Linked DNA regions of Capra hircus: region 1 is linked to region 2. A link is a contact called in public Hi-C data. All regions are on one chromosome and are shown on one strand. Each heading gives the region's core, a stretch centred on a gene start, on an enhancer-like site or on the middle of the called end of the contact. The rest is flanking DNA. Distances are from core to core; before and after follow the strand shown. Region 1 has its middle 16 kb from the start of SRSF3. Region 2 overlaps CPNE5 (copine-5).

Region 1 (6,311 bases), core at 1,511-4,010, 130 kb after region 2:
ACAACTGAGCCCGAATGCTCTGGAGCCCACACGCTGCAGCAAAGATTTGCACACCGTGTACCCAATGCAGCCAAATAAATTTAAATTTTTTAAAAAAGCCTGTATCAGCCTTGGATGAACTGTCACCCACTGTATGCACTTAACATTTTTCCTTTACCCTCCAGAAAAATAACTGTCTGAACCGGCCATCCTTACCAAAATATCATATTCTTTTTCTGGACTTGACAAGTCTTAGAATGTAAGTGTTGGAAAAGACCTTGCAAACCATCTGGTCCCAGTGTAGTAAACTTGTATCTGATCAAGAGCTGCCTCTGCCTGAAGCAGTTCATGAGCTGAGAGTCCAGCTGGAAGGACACTGTGGGCCATCTGTTTGCTGGGTGCAGTGAGAAGGCACAGGGTGCCACAGGAGGTATGTGCCACCTGCAGCCCCTATCCCCCCTCCTCCAAACGGGCACACCAAGGAGGTGAAGATCCCGTCTCTGCCTTCAGCTAACTGACCCTCAGGGCTACCAGGTCTGACTGCCATGTTGGCACAGGAGATAGGTGTGTGTACCACCTGGACTAGCACAGGGCAGGGCCTGCATCATATGTGATCACTCACAACCACCACACAATTAGGGTTGTGAGCTGCTGTCTTTATCTTTTTGGAATTCTTTAAAATTAAAGATAGATTTTAGGGAGCAACTTGCCCACAATTCACTTGACCTCCTCCTCAATGTGTAATTTTAACCACTGAAACAAACAGTGCATATTTGTTACCTTAGGCATTAAAACACTGCAGTTGGTTTCTTTTAGAATACAATGGAAATACTTGCTGGGAACTCCAAGACAGCTAGCAAACAGGAAAGACCAGAAGAAAGCAAACAGTAAAAAGCACCCTTTTAAAAGTGAGGGAAGGGACTTCCCTGGGGGTCTAGTGGTTAAGACTCCTTGTTTTCAATGCAGGGGATGCAGGTTTGATAGCTGGTCAGGGAACAAAGATCCCACATGCTGTACTCCACAGCCAGAAGATTTAAAAAAATTTTTTAAAAGGGGGAGGGAGGGAAAGGCCCAGGAGGAGAGTACTTATGTGCTTGCAGAGCTAAGCACAATGCCAACCCAGTATCCCTGGGAAAGCAAAACGGAGGAAGCTAAAAACCCTGAGTTGTTTACTCACAACCTGCCCACTCCCAGGACTCCAGCACTGGACAGGCTGCAAAACAGGAATTTATCTTCAGTGGGGAATGGTTTTAAGTACCTCAAGTCATCATGAGGGAAATACATCATGGGCGCAGGCTCCCTGTAAACATGGGAGTTCGGGAGCAGGTTGAGACTCACGGGTGGGCACCTCAATGCAGGGCCACCTCTGAGGTCCCTCCTGGTCCTGACACAAGCGCTGGGCTTAGGCTCACAGGCTGCGGGGTTCAAACCTGGCTTGACCTTCCTACTCTGCGTGACCTTGGGAAAGGTACTTCCTCTTTCTGGTTTCAGTTTCCTCATTTGCAAAGTGGGGCCATGATATCACCTAACACCCCCTAAACACAAATGATGTTGGAGAAGACTCTTCAGAGTCCCTTGGACTGCAAAGAGATCCAACCAGTCAATCCTAAAGGCAGTCAGTCTTGAATATTCATTGGAAGGACTGATGTTGAAGCTGAAAGTCCCAATGCTTTGGCCACCTAATACAAAGAACTGACTCATTGGAAATGACCTTGATGCTGGCAAAGATTGAAGGTGGGAGGAGAAGGGGACACAGAGGATGAGAAGGTTGGATGGCATCACCGACTTGAGGGACATGAGTTTGAGTAGGCTCTGCGAGTTGGTGATGGACAGGGAGGCGCGGCGTGCTGCAGTCCACGGGGTCGCAGAGTCGGATACGACTGAGCAACTGAAACACAAATAAATGAAGACACTTCCCACTCCAAGCATACAGAATAAAGAGAATAGGATAGAAAAAAACACTTATGAAAATTCTGAGCTACTGGGTCACCTTCTTGTTTATGTGCTGTCTGCCTGCCACTATCGTGGATTACCTTTGAATAAAAAGTGAGTATTAAAGAGGATGGAGTAGAGCGCATGTGAAAAACGCTGAGCCTGGCAACTTTGGGGCTCCCTCTGTGCCAGGCAGTTGTTGAAGCTTTACATGCGTTACCTCAGGTTTTGTCCCAACAAGCCGGGAAGGGAAGCAGTTCTGGCTCCCGCTGCTCAGCTGTGGAGACTCGAGCTCCCAGAGGAGTCAAAGGCTTCACTATCACGAGGGGCCACGGTGACGTGCCAGCAGCAGGAACACAAATACACGACAGTATGTATGGTCAAGGTCAGCACTGCAACTCTGGAGAAAGCAGAACCTTCTCCCTCTCCTGCGATGTGACCACAGCAACTCGGAGAAGCCGTTCCCAGCAGAGCGATAACCAGCTTCTGGAGGACCTGCTCTGAGTCAAGGTCAGGTTAATTTATTATTTGGTAACAGCCTGTGTCCAGCCAAAGGTTTCAGTGTGTGAACTTACTTTTAAAACATTTGTTTCTGTATAAACATATTGCTTGCTCATGGTTATTTTTCTCTTCAGGAGGAAGAAAATGCATTCTCTAAACAAAAACGCTAATATGAATAATGCTGTGATTAAAAGAATACCTCCTAATAGTGGTTTTTCATGCTTCCCCGAAAAAAGTGTGGCAAATGATGACAAACGGTATTTCTGAAATCCTGGGAGTCAGTAGCCCACCTATTCTCCCATGCTTCAGAGCCACCACCTGTCGCCAACATGCCTGCACCCTGGTAACACAGCACCGCACCCCATGACGCTGCCCCACCCTGATACCGGCCTTGAGGTCCATGGGGCAAGGCTCTGAGCCACCCACGCGGACAGGGCAGACAAGTCCCTGTGTGGCCTGGAAAACCCTCCTTGAAAGAACCGACAACATTCTCAAGCTCACAGGTGTCTGCCTGTTGCCCAAGAGCCCGGATCTGGCCACAGCGAGGGAAGAGATGTGGTGCAGGCAGAAACCGCTGGGTGAATCAGACCTGCGCGGACTCCTGGAGCCGGGTACTGTTTGCCCTCCGTCTGAGGCTTTATCTGCCAGGGAGATGGGCAAGCAGCCAGGGCCTTGGAGGTGAGGGGTTGTACAGCCAGGGCGATGGCATGCTGCCACACCAGATTTCAGTATCTCAGGAGCACTGAGCCGAGACTCAGGAGGCTGAGCACCCAGAGACGGCCCTAGCTGGGCTCCACCAGTCTCAACAACTCACTCCCCTGTCCCTTTACCTCAGGCTCTACAGGGTGAAGGTGTGGGCAAGCACAAGAACTCACATGGTGCCTCAGGAGTCTCCCATACATTTGATTGTGTTTAAAATATATGCTTGTATGTCTAATGATTTTGGTTTTTTTAGAACACAAAACTTGCTAACATGTTACAGTGAATCTGTGTTTCTAGGTTGTTGTGAGGTAGACTTTCCATCCTGTCACTTCTGGGATTGCAAAATGAGTTGTTAAAAAATGTATTCACTTCTCTGTACAACCAAAACAGGAAAAACTTGGCTCTGAGGTCAATTTAAGACTGCATTCATCAAAACATTATTTTTCCCATCTTTGTAACTGAATTTATCTACCAGAACTTACAACATCATTTAAATTCTTATGCACTTTGTAATACACAATTTCATTCCATAAAAAGGTTTGGCTAGTTTTCAAGTTTGAAAATCACCAGTCCCTGATGAACTCTTAAGTTCTCCTCTAGTTCTCACTTTTTACTAATCTCCAATTCTAAACCCTGAATAAATTCACAGGGTCTTAGAAGTTGTCAGTCCATAATAAAACCTTTAAGTTTCCTGCCTTTGCTTTTACGCACGTGGCTTTTTTCTTTATACAGCCAGCTTTCTATCCCAATCCCATTCTTCAATACTTAGCTCAAGTACAACCTCTTCTACACAAAACACTTAACATGGGTCTTGGACCTAAGCTTTGATTTCTTCATCTGCAAGATGAGAAACTGCCCTCAAGTGGTGAGGTTTAAGTGAGCTAGTAATAGGTATATGTAAAACATTTAGCAAGATGCTGGCAGGAGTTCAAGGAATACGAATTATCATTTCTATTGTCTTTATTACTGCCTTTATTGTTACTATCATGGTGGAAAAAAGAGACTCTGGAGTCAATGGAGACACAGTTCTACTCAACAAGTGTGTGACCCCAAGCAAATTTGGCCCAGTATTCTCAACGGGGCAGTACTGCCTCCTGGTGGGTGCTGGGGAAACTGCAGCTTTTCTTTTCCTTCTTAGGGTTGTCACCCTAGCCAGGGAGCATCACTGACATCAGGGGAAGAGGACAGAGACACTCCATGTCTGGCACACAAAGAACTGCCCATGCCCACAGGTCTGAACCAAGTACAGGTAGAAAGTATTAAGTGTCTGCATAAAGCCATTAAAGAAAATGATTAAGTGGGATAGACATTGTCTAGAATTGTACTTTACCCTGTGCAATCGGGACTACTCAGTTTTTCCTGTCATTCCCCCTCTACCGAAGGGTTGTCGTTGTTCAGTCACTGTCATGTCCAGCTCCTTGTGATCCTATATACTACCTCATACTTTTAAGTGACACGAACGTTTTGAGCACCTTTCATGTATTAATTCACTTAAATCCTCGTAATTTACGGGACAGTGCTCTATTTATTCCACTCCCCTTGCCCCATGTAGCTTTTTTTGGCCCTGTGGCCTGCAGGATATGACCAGGGTTCCCCCGCAGTGGAAGCATGGGTCTTAACCACTGGACCACCAGAAAGTCCCACTGTGAGTTTATTTTTCGACATTACAGTTTTAAGGCCCAACTCATTTATGAGAATACTGTACTCTCTCTCAATTCAGTTATCTGTTGTATTTGTCTTGACATGCTATCCCTACTTCAATTAAGCTTATTTCTCCCTCTCCTAAAATATTCAAGTATGGTCTCATTACTCCCTGGCTGTACTTTTATTCTGATTTCTACACGTGCCTTCTCTCTTTTCTTACAGGTAAGAAAATAAGCATCTGACTTATTTCTTGTCTTCTGGCAGTCATACCCAACATACACAAATACATTCTATTTTATAAACTGCTCCCCTTTTTATAGTTAAGGCTTCATCTTGCCTTTTTTTTTTAAAATAGTGTTCACGTCAGGATAGTGAAGGATCGTTACAAAATATATTTTTACACAAAGGGAGGCCCAACCACGCTCCCTCTCTGAGCTTCTTGAGTAAATGAGGTAACCCCAACATCAAGAGTTGATAATGAGGAAAAGCACTATACATATGCTCAGCATGTGGTACTTCAATTTCAGCTTCCTGTTTTCAATTTTCTTTCCCATACTTTGCTCAAGCACTAGCAACCAACTTGATCAATGAACAAAACAGGATTTTCTGGTAAAAACAATCTCATCCAACTGCTAGGCAACACCAAGGCAAGCACTCAGTTTTCGATGCTGCCTTTCCCAGCAAAGTTAAGCGGCAAGAACAGGGATGTGCCTTTCTCCACATACAGGGAGGCCTGGGAGAACTGGGGTGAGGAGGAGGCAAATATACCCATAAGACTACTGTGGGATCAGAAACAGATCTTAATTCTGATCTTAACAGATTGTAAGCTCTTCAGACTCACCTGTTCAAACTAAATAAGAACATCTGGGGGCAGGGCCCAGGTAGTAGTTTCAAAAGTTCCTCTAGGAGATTCCAGTATGCAGCCAACAGTGGAAAAACCACCGACAATCAGTTCAATACCCTCTGAAATGTTTTGTTATTCCCAGCTTTAAAAATACAAGTGACTTGTCCCAAACACACAAAAAGATGGAAATCTGAACACAGGCTGGGCTAATTTGAAAACCTGTTTCTAAGGAGCCATCTAGCAGTTAGAATCCACCTTATCATTCCTATCTTTGTGACTTCAGAAGCCCTTTTTTTGAAATCTGCCTGGACCCCTGTAACCACAAATGTTCCTCTTGACCTTGCAACCCTGAAACCAACATCCCCTCAAACTGGACAAAATATCCAAAAGTAGGTAAAGACCAGGATCAGTGGAAACACTCGTATGCACTGGGGGCACTCCTGCTTGCCCAGCACCGAAATGGTTCAGTTTTTCTTTACCAGCTGAGCCACCAGGGAAGCCTTCAGTTTTGCTTAAAAGCCATTCCTTGACTGCAAATTGCATACCAGTGTTATCCTGCCATGTAAGAGCTAATGCTTATTGAGCAGTGTTGTATGTGTTGGGTGCTGTATCTGCTCACATGACTACATTCTCAAAGGTAATTAACCTGTCTTAAGATGAGAAAAATTAAGTGTCAAAAAATTATGCAGCTGGCCACTGGGCTTTAAGT
Region 2 (6,974 bases), core at 3,223-5,722:
CTTATTGGGCTCTTACTCTGGGAAATTCCCCATTGGGGTGCTTTTCACAGGTTGTTTCCTTAAGAGGCAGGCATTATCATCCCCTGTCACAAGAGCGGAAACCAAGGCCACAGGCAGGGAAGTGACTCAACCAAGGTCACAGAGCTGGAAGGTGGTAGACAGAGCAGTGAGCACAACCGTTAAATCTGCAGCTTGCAGCTGCTGTGGACACCCCCTCCTTAACCAAGACCATCCTGGGATCACACTGGCCCAGCGGCTTCTGGGGGCTGATCTTCAGCACTTTCCTGCATTTCTTCAACAAATATTTACTGTGTGCTCCCAAGTGCCAGGCACTGTTTGGGGCAGGAGGGAATAAGACTGATGCAAATCCCTGCCCCCCTGGTACTTATTGTCAGGTTGGGGGGTGGGGAACAGAAGACAAGTGCACCCACAAATACCTGTGTGTGTCAGGTGGTTGGGAGTGCTGTGGAAAAAAGTATAGTGAAGTGTGGAATCTAGAAAAATGACATAGACGATCTTACTTGCAAAGCAAATATAGAGACAGACATAGAAAACAAACAAATACCAAGGGGGAAGTGTGGGATGAATTGGAAGACTGGGGTTTACATATACACACTATTGATACTATGCATAAAACAGATAACTAATGAGAACCTACTGAATAACACAGGTTCTGTGGTGATGTAAATGGGAAGAAAATCTGAAAAAGAGGGGATATATGTAAACATATAGCTGGTTCACTTTGCTATACAGAAAAAACTAACACAACATTGTAAAGCAACTATACTCCAATAAAAATTAATTTTAAAAGTATAGTGAGATGAATCAATAGAGAATGCAAGGGCCAAAACTTGCTGTTTTATATAAAATAGCCAAGGAAAGCTTCTCTGAGAAGATAACCTTTAAGCAGAAATTTAAGCAAGGTGAGGGAGTTAAGTATTAAGGATATCAAGGAAAAAGAGTTCTAGCTGTAGGGATCAGCATGTGCAAAGGCCCTGAGGTGGAGCCCACCAAAGCATTTATAGAACAAGCCGATGTCTTAGCAGCGCACACATACCCAAGTCTGTGCCCTTCATGTCCCTCCCACTCTAGAGGGCCACTGCCCCAGAGCGAATACAGCCAAACGCAGCCATTTGAGTCAGGCCAACGGCAACTCTAGACCAGATGAGGCCACAGGCAGGGGCCCCCAGGATTCCTCCCAGGAACCTTTTCTCCATCTGTAAAATGGGTCTAATATATCATCCCTGCCCTGTTGAAGGCACAGGGTGGCTGTGCAGACACATGGGAGATGCAGGACTGTAAGCTGGACTCTGCTGACCACCACTTCTCTGATTATAGCTGCTTCACATGCAGGGGTGGAGTAATACTTTCTTTGTCCAAAGGTGCCGGGTTTCTCAGTGGGGATGTTGTCAGCATTGGGGGCAGAATAATTCTGTGTCTTACAGGACTTCCCCATATGTGGTGGGATGCTTAGCCTCCCTGGCCTGAGCCCATAGCTAGCAGTAGAACCCCAGTCATTGTGAGACCCCAAAGCTCTCCCTCATGTTCCCAAATGCCCCTTGAGAGGGCAGCACCTTCCCCAGCTAAGAAATATTAGATGTACAGCTAAAAAAATAATAATAATAATAAGGTATGAAACCCACTGATCTCATCCAGCTTTCTTGCTTTAGTGATAAAGAAACTGAGACCCAGAGAGGGGACATGATGCCTCAGGTCACAGTGAGTTAGGGAAGGGGCAGGGCTAGGCCCAGGTCTCCTGACTTTCCTTTGATCCAGCATTTCCCAATCTTTACCATTAAAAAAAAAAAATCACTCAGGGTTCAGAATCCCCATTAAAATGCAGATGCCCGGGCCAGTTCCCTGGGGTTCCATTTTAGGAAACCCAGGCTGGGAGCCCAGGAATCTATATTTAGTGCTTCTCAGACCTTGCTTGCTATGTGCAGGATTTCCTGGGGATCCTGCTGAAATGCCAAGAGTCTGCATTTCTACCCAGTGATGCTGATGCTGCTGTTCAGGGACCACACTCTGAGTACCAAGTCCCTGAGTCAATCCGTATGGCCAGCCAAGTTCAGCAATTAATTGCTTCATCCCAGGGCCTGAGGCGGAATTCAACCCTGACTGCATGTTAAACTCAAGTGAGGAGCCAGAAATAAACCAGAGCCATATCCCTACTCCAGAAAGCCTGATGATATTGGTTTGGGGTCTTCAGTCCAGCCACAAGATGTTTTGAAAGCTTCCCGTGGAGTCTAATGTTCATAGAGGAGAGGCCACTGCCACAGTCCACTCCTAGAGACTAGGGAGGCTTTGTCCATCTACAGCGAACGGGGGTCTCCAAGGCCCAACTCAGTACTCACAGACTCTCCATCATTTGGGCTAATGGTTCATCCGCTTTGTCAAGGGGAAGCCCTCCCTGGTCTCCCCACCGAGTTGATAAAGATGACTGAATCTGTACCAGTAGGGGGCGCTACAAATCCTAGAGTGGAATTCTCTGACCCTGGTAAAGTGTCCCCCGCCCCATTCTTGCCTCATTTAATTGACTTTGCCAAGATTGAAGGCAGGATGAGAAAGGGATGACAGAGGACGAGATGGTTGGATGCGATCACCAACTCGATGGACATGAGTTTGAGCAAGCTCCGGGAGCTGTTGATGGACAGGGAGGCCTGGGGTGCTGCAGTCCATGGGGTCGCAGAGCCGGACACGACTGAGCAGTTGAACTGAACTGAACTGCCAAGCTTTCATTTGTCTCCACGATCCTAAATCATTATCATAACCCACTGCCAGGTAGTTGCCTGTCTTGGGAAAGCTGATGCCAAAGCTGCCAGGGGCATAGGTCAAGCAGCGTCTGCTTAGGCAAGAGGGCCTCAGGTGCTTAGTTACCTCCAGGGAAAGGACAGGCTACTTAGGAGGGGCTTGGGTCTGAGAAGGTAGAGATGGGTGATGCTAGAGGAATGAGGTGGGACAAGTAAGGTTTAAAACAAGTGCAAACCAAAGAGGCGTATTTCAAGATTAAAGCATATGTGCGTGCTCAGTCCTGTCCCAACTCTTTGCGACCCCATGGACTGTAGCCCACCAGGCTCTTCCGTCCATGGAATTTTCCAAACAAGAACACTGGAGTGGGTTGCCATTGCCTACTCCAGGGGATCTTCCCGACCCATGGATCGATCCGGGTCTCCTACATTGGCAGGTGGATTCTTTACCACTAAGCCAACAGGGAAGCCCTTCAGGATTAATATGGAAGCACGGAGCTTGTCAGCACTGACAGATCTTAGCCCTGTGTCTGGAGGACCCCGCCGCTCCCTCTACACCCATGTCCACTAACAGAAAACTCAGTTCCTCGGCTTGAGCCCCTGTACTCTAGTGACAGAGACAGGGCCCTTCCAGGATGCAGTTTGGCATCGAGGTCAAGAGCACAGGGTCTGGGGCCAGACAGATCTGAGTTCCCATCTTACCTGGTCACGTCCTTGTAGTGTCCTTAGATATACCGCATCACTCCTTTGAGCCTCAGTTTCCTGGGCTGGAGAATGGAGATAATAATAGTACCTCATAGAGTTGTCATGGGCACTGTTTGCAATGATGTGGGCGAACCTGGCACATGCTGGGGGCTCCATCACCATCTGCAAAGCTCCCTGCACCCGCTCTCTGCTCAATGCTCCCCGCTGACCACGCCTCTTTTTGTTTTCAAGGTCACGCTGCTTTCCTTTGCTGTGGAGTCAGAGTGCACATTTCTCGACTACATCAAAGGAGGGTGAGAAGAGATGCAGCCTGGATTCTTTGGCCTCAGAGGGAGGGAAGGGCCCCCCCAACAAGGACCTGAGCTGAGCTGACCGCACCTGGCCTCTCTGAGGTCCTGGCCAGAGCCTGGGATGCTGGGCTCTGATCAGACCTCCGGTATCTGGGCTCAGACGACTCCCCAGAGCCCTGCAGGGCCCTGATGTGGCTGCAGAGGGCGCTGCTGAGCCATGGAGGCTCGCTTGGGTCGTGGGCGGTCTCTGTGCAGAGGGGACCTGCAGGTGGTAGGGACTACGTGAGACTCCATGACAAAGAGAACTAAGGGCTTAGGGAGGTGGAAAAGCCCTGATCTAGGCGTCAGGAGGCCCAGACCCTAGGCCCCTCTTTGCTGTGAACTGGCTGGGGTACTTTGGGCACATCACTTTCCCTCCCTGGGCATCCATCTCCTCCGCTTACACAGAGAGGTTGGAATTTAGTGAATTCTAAGGTTCCTTCCTGCTCTGAGCTTCTGATATGGTCTGTCTGGGAGGCGGTGATTAATCTGCCCAGTGTCATTAGGGACCACAGGAGAAACTGGGACAGAGGCCAGGGGATGGTCCAACACAAGTTTAAGGAACAGAGACAACCAGAGGGGTTGGCCTCCGGGCCAAGGCAAGCAGAGAAATCTGGAGACTCCGGCCAAACAGCTCATGAGGAAAGAGCCTGACTCTGCAGTGAGGTCCTGCCCAGCACGCTCCCTGCTGGGACAGGTGCCGGGGCAGGGGTGTGGGTAGCCGAGAGCCCACAGGTGCAGGCAGGTGAGTGACTACACCTGTCTGGAAAGGAGACAGGCGGGGCCATTGCCAAAGGTTCATCCCAGCCAAGCCGGCACTTGGCCGCCTGGTTCTCAGGGCAGAGGGAGGAGTCAGGCCCTGGGAAGCCACACTTACTCTCCCATGACGTGACTCCCTGCTGCTTCGAGCCTGCAACCCACAGGCTTGCAGCTCTCCTTGTCCCCGCTGAGCACAAGCCCTTCCCGCAGTCCCCCAGAGGCCTCCCCGTCCCTCCCCCACGTCAACTCCAGCCCCTGCCCTTGCTCCTTCCCCAATCAGAACTGCTCTGTGCCCTATCCTATTGAAAAACCACCCCTGATATCCCATGGTAATTTTCAAGCAACCCTCATCCTGTTTATCCTTCCCATTTGCATGCATGCACGCTAAGTCGGGTGTGCCGAAATCTGCGACCCTGTGGGCTGTAGCCCTCCAGGCTCCTCTGTCAGTGGGCAGACTGCCCCCAATTTACAGGATACAGGGGGCCAGGGAAGATGATTGTCTCCATTTTACAGAAGATGTCCGAAGCCACACCGCTTAGTCAGCGGCAGGGTTCATCCCTTCATCACAGGCTGCGTTTCTTCCATAGTAATGAATCCACCACGCTTCCCTTGTGGCTCAGTTGGTAAAGAATCTGCCTGCAGTGCAGGAGACCTGCGTTTGATTCCTGGGTTGGGAAGATCCCCTGGAGAAGGAAATGGCAACCTGCTCCAGTATCCTTGCCTGGAGAACACCATGGACAGAGGAGCCTGCAGGCTGCAGTCCATAGGGTCGCAAAGAGTCAGACACGACCGAGCGACTCAACCGCCACCACCACCACCATTGAATCCGCCTCATAGCTACGAGGTGGGGTGTGAGAGAGATGGATGAGTCCAAGGGCTGGGTGCTGTGAGATCTTGTCATCTTGCTGAGAGGGCGCTCTCAGAGGCAAGCCCTGGCCCTCCTCCTCTCCTCTCTTCACACTCTGGAGAGCCTGGGTGAGCGAGCCGGCTCTAGGGAGCGAGAGGCCAGCATGCATGTCCAGGCAGGCAGCTGATGGAGGCGTTTGTCTAGGGATTCTCTCCTCCCTCACCCACCTGGACCAGGAGGAAGGTTCTGGGCGCCTGTGTCCCCTTGGAGTCAGAGATGGAACTGGTTGCTGAGCAGCCTGTCCTTGCCCTTAGGCAGGAGAGGCGAGCCTGCAGGGAGTCACTTTTTGACAAAAGTACCTGCTTTTCAGTCCCTTCCTTCCCTGAGCCATTTCAGAACGAGAGCAGGAAGGACTGCTTAAGGAGTGAAAAGCCTGCCTCTCCCTCACCTTTTTTTTAAAATGTGGACCATTTTGTAAAATCTTTATGGAATTTGTTACAACATTCAGTTCAGTTCAGTTGCTCAGTCATGTCTGAGTCTTTGCAACCCCATGGACTGCAGCACACCATGCTTCCCTGTCCATCATCGACTCCTGGAGCTTACTCAAACTCATGTCCATTGAGTCGGTGATGCCATGCAACCACCTCATCCTCTGTCGTCCCCTTCTCCTCCTGCCTTCAGTCTTTCCCAGCATCAGGGTCTTTTCCAATGAGTCAGTTCTTCGCATCAGGTGGCCAAAGTATTGGAGTTTCAGCATCAGCATCCGTCCTTCCAATGAATATTCAGGACTGATTTCCTTTTAGGATGGACTGGTTTGATCTCCTTGCAGTTCAAGGGACTCTCAAGAGTTACAACAATGCTTCTGTTTTATATTTTGTTTTTTTGGCCACGAGGCATGTGGGATCTTAGCTTCCCAACCATGCTTTGAACTCTCACCCCCTGCATTGGAAGGTGCAATCTTAACCATTGGACCACCAGGGAAGTCCCTTCTCTCACCCTCTATTTCGAAGAGCCAGGCTGACAGGGTCCCTCAGCTGCAGTCCTGCAGGCCAGAACCACCTCTCGCCACCCTGTGGCTCCTTTTCCCTCAGAGCTTGGAGTCTACTGAATGCTCTGGCCGAGGGCAGCGGCCAAGGGGAAGGCGTGTGGGGAGGACTGTCCCTGGCCGGCAGACCCTGGGTGGGGTCTCCTGCTCACTAGGTCCTTCCCCCTTCCCGGAGATGGAAGGTTCCCTGAGCAGCAGCTCAGCTGTGATCAAGTGCAGCGAGGGCTGTGGTTTCTGATAGGGACTGTCTCCTCAGGGCACGTGAGGTGAGCCCTGCCTGCGTGCTAAGTCACTTCAGTCATGTGGACTCTTCGTGACCCCATGGACCGTAGCCTGCCAGGCTCCTCTGTCCATGGGATTCTCCAAGCAAGAATACTGCAGTGGGCTGCCATGCCCTCCTCCAGGGGGTCTTCCGGACCCAGCGATCGAACCCGGGTCTCTTATGTCTCTTGCACTGGGAGGCGGGTTCTTTACCACTACTGCCACCTGGGAAGCAACCTCGCCGTATATCATCCATGGTCAAAACTCAGAGCAGAGTCTTC

What was found. Hi-C and Micro-C count contacts between places; a contact is called where the count stands out from the background.
Region 1: a contact with region 2 is called in a Hi-C map of liver, with 5 times the contacts expected there. The contact joins two enhancer-like sites. A contact is called at or near these places in 2 of 5 Hi-C or Micro-C datasets (blood and liver).

The regions. Positions count from the first base shown.
Region 1 is chr23:38,214,786-38,221,096 of ARS1.2, forward strand. No RefSeq gene overlaps it. Among named protein-coding and RNA genes, the nearest start is that of SRSF3, 16 kb to the right of the region's middle. Within about 2 kb of position 2,761, at least 3 of the 5 cell types and tissues checked have an H3K27ac peak or open chromatin away from gene starts, as enhancers often do.
Region 2 is chr23:38,080,314-38,087,287 of ARS1.2, forward strand. It overlaps CPNE5 (copine-5), which reads left to right. Exons shown (of 21, transcript XM_018039278.1): 14 at 3,684-3,745. Among named protein-coding and RNA genes, the nearest start is that of RAB44, 59 kb to the right of the region's middle. Within about 2 kb of position 4,473, at least 3 of the 5 cell types and tissues checked have an H3K27ac peak or open chromatin away from gene starts, as enhancers often do.